Regions from separate parts of the Bombyx mori genome. Here region 1 is linked to region 2. A link is a contact called in public Hi-C data. All regions are on one chromosome and are shown on one strand. Each heading gives the region's core, a stretch centred on a gene start, on an enhancer-like site or on the middle of the called end of the contact. The rest is flanking DNA. Distances are from core to core; before and after follow the strand shown. Region 1 holds the start of LOC101746595 (nuclear pore complex protein Nup153). Region 2 holds the start of LOC101745886 (atypical kinase COQ8B, mitochondrial).

The links. A called contact is a pair of places that touch in the nucleus more often than the background predicts.
Region 1: a Hi-C map of middle silk gland shows a contact between it and region 2, with 2.2 times the contacts expected there. The contact joins the promoter of LOC101746595 here to the promoter of LOC101745886 in region 2. A contact is called at or near these places in 2 of 7 Hi-C or Micro-C datasets (middle silk gland and posterior silk gland).

What each region holds. Positions count from the first base shown.
Region 1 is chr1:5,069,023-5,071,859 of ASM3026992v2, reverse strand. LOC101746595 (nuclear pore complex protein Nup153) reads right to left here and starts at 1,339. Exons shown (of 8, transcript XR_001140119.4): 1 at 940-1,339.
Region 2 is chr1:4,856,425-4,859,338 of ASM3026992v2, reverse strand. LOC101745886 (atypical kinase COQ8B, mitochondrial) reads right to left here and starts at 1,486. Exons shown (of 9, transcript XM_038021735.2): 1 at 1,252-1,486.

The DNA of each region.
Region 1 (2,837 bases), core at 90-2,589, 210 kb before region 2:
TGAATGGATGATCACACCTCATCAAATGGATGAGGGATCCTACAATAACTTTTTTTTTACTTTTGTTACCTATGTTTTAATATAATTTTTGTGCTATATATAACTATCAAAATAAGACAAGTTTTGAATCTAAGATGACACCAAGTGACTTCACATTTTACAGAATATTGTTGGGTTTTTCTTTTTTTTTTTTAAAGTAGCCAATAAGGGTTAATGTTACATAAATTATCATTATATGGCACTGGCAAAAACAAGTACTCTTGTCACTTATAATTATTTTTCCCTAGACCATAAAAAGTAAATTGTTTTATATATTTTTTGTTTATTTGCATGACAATTATATTTGAAAATCAAAATGTTAAAACGTAGTGTTTTAGTGTTTAAGGTTCTTAAATAGAAGGTCTTTAAGAAAAAATGTTATTTTTTGTCCAGAAGCTTTGATCTTTTTTTATGAATAAATCCAGTTTATAAAAACTTTAGTGTTTTCCTGTAAAGTTCATAAAATGTAATTAAAATAAATAGCTTTTCATGATATATGAACATGTGCATTGAACAGGCAAACTAAATTTCAACGAAACATATTTACCCTTGCAAAATTCTTCTACATTTAACTATATTTAAGATTATACTAAAGTAAAGTTCATGGTAATAATTAATTCATATAAGGTTCAAATGAATTAATTATTATTAGTAGCAAAAAAAAAATCTATGGGAGTAGATTAATTTTACTTGTGTTACAATTGAGGAAAAATCCAAAACCGAGTACCATATGAACTTGTTACTACAAGACGTGACTATCGCAAAAGCGAGCTTATCCGAATTCGCGATGACTCCACTATAGTATAAGCACCATTCGCTAAGCTGAACATGGAAATACAATAACGCGTGTGGAGTTTTTGTAGACTGAAAATATATGGAAATAGCAAAGCGCGTACTTACGCTGTTAGAATTGCCAGTAGAAGAACGCGTTCTCTTTTCCTTGCTTCTTGAAAACACCATACTCATTTTTTATCAACTTACAGCACTGATGAATACTTTCAATGTATCGTATTAAAGATCTAATTTCTGACTAAATTTATTCATAACTGGCAAAAACGTGACAAACATGGCGTCGTTAAAAGTGTCAGATTAAATGCTGTGCTCAACGGGAGGTCTAACAAATTTTCACGGCTCTTTGTGGGACGTAATAATCACAAAACATGAATGTCACTCGCCACCAATAAAACTTATTTATATTTGAATTCACTAATAATAAATTTAACGCAAAATTGGATGAATTTGAAGAATATTAACCAAAACTATCCATCCGCTGGCATTAAAATAATTTTTTTTAAAGTATTTTATGACCTGGTAACTAAGACCTTTAGGTCAAGTCTTTTTTAATTTATATTCTTATTTTTATGAAAAATGATAATATGGAGTGAAATGAAATGAAGACGATTAATTTGAGACATTAATCAATTGAGATGAAATTAAATTAAATGAGGTGATATGATAAGGGATTATATATAATCTCAAGAAAATGGTGGTCATTTACTGAGATTTTTTCAGTGGACTTTTTGGAGGATCTCGAGAAGCTACGTCCAGCAGCTTTGTTTCAATTTCCCACATTTGTGCACTTTCACAGATATTAAAAAGTTAATAAACCACCGTTATTACACATTTAAACCTGAAGAAAGACTAAATAGACAAAATAAAACAAATCACAGAACATCACTCCTCGCGTTCCCGGCAAAAAGTCCTCGCCAAATATATTAAGTGTATAATCTATGGTCTTCGCATTAAATTATATATATTTTTAAGGGATTTGAGGACCTGGTTACTAAGACTTTTAAGTCAAGTCTTATTTTAAATTATATTAAATTATCTATGGGTTATAACGGTAACCACTTAACATTAGGATATTCTTATTTTTATGAAAAATGATAATATGAAGTGAAATGAAATGAAATGCCTATTGCTAGAAAATGTAAGCTGTTCATAAGCATGCTCGTATTGACCATACTCAAAAGCACGCTTTTTAACATGCTATTTTAGAGCATGTGTAACAGTATCAGTGTAAAAGTAACAGTTAACAGTATCAGTACCGGTAGCAAAGTTAAAGAACACTCCGATAGAAAAAAGACAACTCCTTTCAAAACGAAGCACATCTTCTTCTCAGTCGCATGCACTCTTGGCAGAGTGGTCGTGATCATCACTTCGGGTGGTGGCGCGCTTCACCAGACGTCGCCGCGTCGCCATTCCTCGCGTACCGCGGCCCTTCTTGTGCACTCGTTAACGGGACCGTTTAGAGCTGCCTTTATTTGGTCGGTCCATCGAAATGGTGATCTGCCGCGCGGTCTTATACCCTATATCATGCCCTGCACCACAAAACGCTCAACTGAGTTGTCACCACGCTGCGACACATGCCCGAAGAAAGTGAGAATGCGACCCTGAACGATGGAGGATAATCGCTGCTTGATGCCGAGTTCCTGTAGAATTGACTGATTCGTTCTGAACTCCGTCCACGATATTTGCAGCATTCTTCTCCAGCACCACATTTCGAGACCATCTATCCTCTTTTTCTCACTTTCTCTCAATGTCCAGGTCTCAGCAGCATAAAGAAAAATGGGGAAGACCAGCGCTCTTACAAGTCTGATTTTAGTGGCTTTGGTGATATTTCGATTTCCCCATATTTTCTTCGGCCTGTCCATGGCTGACCTCGAAATAGCCATACGCCGCTTGATTTCATCCACGCACCCGCCAGTGTTCAGTGCACCTAAGTAAATGTATGAATGTACGACATCGCAGTTCGCAATTTTTGTGGCCTCTGGCCAGTTATTATTAGCACGATCGAC
Region 2 (2,914 bases), core at 237-2,736:
TTGAATTCTTGTTACATGTATTAAGGCAGTGATTCTCAACCACTGTTCCGCGGCACTTTTGTGTGCCGCCAAATTTCAAAAGTGTGCCGCCAAATTTTGCGAATACATATATTATAATAATGTTAATATTATTAAATTACTTATATCATTTTAAAAGAAAAATATTTTAAACATGAAAATATTTAAATCCACAAAAAAAAATATTATAGTATATTTTAGTTTATTTCGTATATTAAAATTTTTTGATAAACTATTTATGCAGTGTGTTGTAGTAAGGAAATAATTTTTATCTTTTTTTTTGTGTGCTGCCAAATTTTGAAATCGTTAAATATGTGCCGCAACAAAAAAAAGGTTGAGAATCACTGTATTAAGGTATTATTTTTCCTTAGTAGTTTTCAAGATCGATTATGTTATACCCAGTATATTTCTAGTGCATTATTCAATGTAAAATAATATTCAATTTATTTTAATATACAATTACTTACACTACTAAAAATTTATATAACAAATACTAAATTAATTAATTAAAAGTAAAATTCGAAGGTTTAATTAATAAAACTTATTTTATGTAAGTAATTAAGTACCTATCAAGCAAGCCATTCAAAACGGTTTTGCATCACTCAGTCATTTTTTATCATAAAGAGTCATGTAAGTCATAAATAGTCATGTAATGAAACCTCAACAATGTCATTTAAAATACGATTAATAATTTATGGCTCTAGAAGCAAATAACACCAGGTAGGAAATTCAATTACTAGACCATAATAAACTCAATATGAGAATGCCAGTATGTTACCTGCTATGTTAGATACAGTTTTAGTTGACAGTAGAATTTACACTTTGAATAGCAACTAGATAATATGGTCCAAATGCAATATTATATTATTATATAATAATATAAATTCTGATATATATGTATTTTAACTTTTTGGTTTTAAATTGGCATTAAATTTTTAAGCTGTAAGGATGACATCATGTGAGAACTGCGCGTAAGCATGTTTCCATGAATTTAACTATTATGAATGGTGTTGTGGGTGTGCAACGAAAGAATTTAAAGAATAGTATTCAAGGCTAATTAAATTATTGCATAATAAAACAAGTATTTTATAGGGTTTAATGAAAAAATGTTATATTTGTAATTTTACCAATATTATTTAGTATACTCTTTTTTAAATACGTAGGTAAACATTAAATAAAACATAGAAAAAATTAGTATTAGTGAGGTTTATTAAAACTTCGAAATGTACTCACTGAAATTTTGTACTATTGTTATTTCAAGTTGTGAACCTAAGCTTTATATTTATCAGTTTAAAAGAAAAGAAAATAATCACAAATTACTAATTTTAGAGAAAGATTCATCTCAATTTGTAACCTAGTTCATAGATCATAGATTATACGGCATAGATTATACACTTAATATTTGAGAACACAACTTAATCTCTATTCCAATTACGAAATCCCATTTGACAGATGTCAATAATCAAGTACTAGTAAAGTACCGCTTTAATCGATACTTGACGATATTGATATTCGATTACTATACCAAACACATTAAAATCGTATTCAGGTTCAGGCTACGGTTCCAAAGTTTAAATGAACAAAAATAATAAAAATTAACCACAATAGCCGAAAAATGGTTACAGTTTGACAAAATTTCTAGGTTTTTCTTAAATGTCCATAATTTCCAAACTGCATGGCATATATTTTTTTTCTGATTTTTTTCACGATGGTTACAATCAATCCTGTCACCCCGTTTCGGCTTGACGTTGAGTTCTGGGACACCCTGTAAAAATAGGTATGAAGCAAAATAAGCTGAAGTTGATTAGTTTGAGGCTTTAATAAAATTGGGATGAAATTTAATGAAACGAGATGCAATCGGGTGAAATAAAGTCTCAGTAAAACGGTGGTTATTCACTGAGACCTTTGTGGACTTTTTGAAAGAGCCTGAAAGAAGCTATGCCTTTATTTCATTTCCCTATATTCCTGCCCTTTCGCAGATGTTCAACAGTTAATGCCACCGTTATTACACATTTAAATTTGAACAAAATCTCTAAGTGTTACTCCCAATAGTCATAGATAAACAGTAATATTTTGTGCCCTAATTTTCTATTTAATTTCGTATACTTACCTACATAGACACACTATACACGGCGGTTTTCTCGGTTGACATATCGAAATCTTTGAACAAAGGATCGATTTTTTATCGAAACGAACCAATAAGCTGATCTCAGGGAAGAAAATCGAGATCAATTGTTCCGCGTGAGTCGTAAACGCAACTTTATAATATATGATAACGTTTAATATTTGGTTTCTCATGCTATAAAAATAAATTCCTACTTCCCTAAAAGCAAATTTAATTAATCATTAAATAATTTAGAAATAAACTACTCGAATAGATACTTATAAAAATTATATTTTCACCCTAAGTAATGACAAACTCGACAGATAGCTTTACGGCTTATATCAGTGAAAAGTCTGTTTAGGCATTTTTATATAAAATTTAATATTGAATACTCTTTGTATTAATCATTTTGGTTAGAGTTACTTTACAATTTAGAATACTCTCCGTAGAACATATGGTTTAAAACACCGAAAATATTTTTTAGACCCAAAGATTTTAAACGATCTCTCTGAATAAGATGATCGATAATCCAAACCTGACTGCCTCCACCTCTGACTTTCGTCTATAGCATAGTACGATTTTGTTCAACATCTGCCTATTAGGAGACATGATATACGATACTTACCTTAAAGAACAACAATATCAGGCGGCGGCCAAAAATTTAACTCACTCGAAATCATTATTTTAAAGAGTTTTGCGCAATATCGCTTAATGGAATTAAATTTTTTTGTAAAGACATCTGCGATATACCTAAGTTATTGAAACGGATAAGAGTTGACAGAAAAATACTAC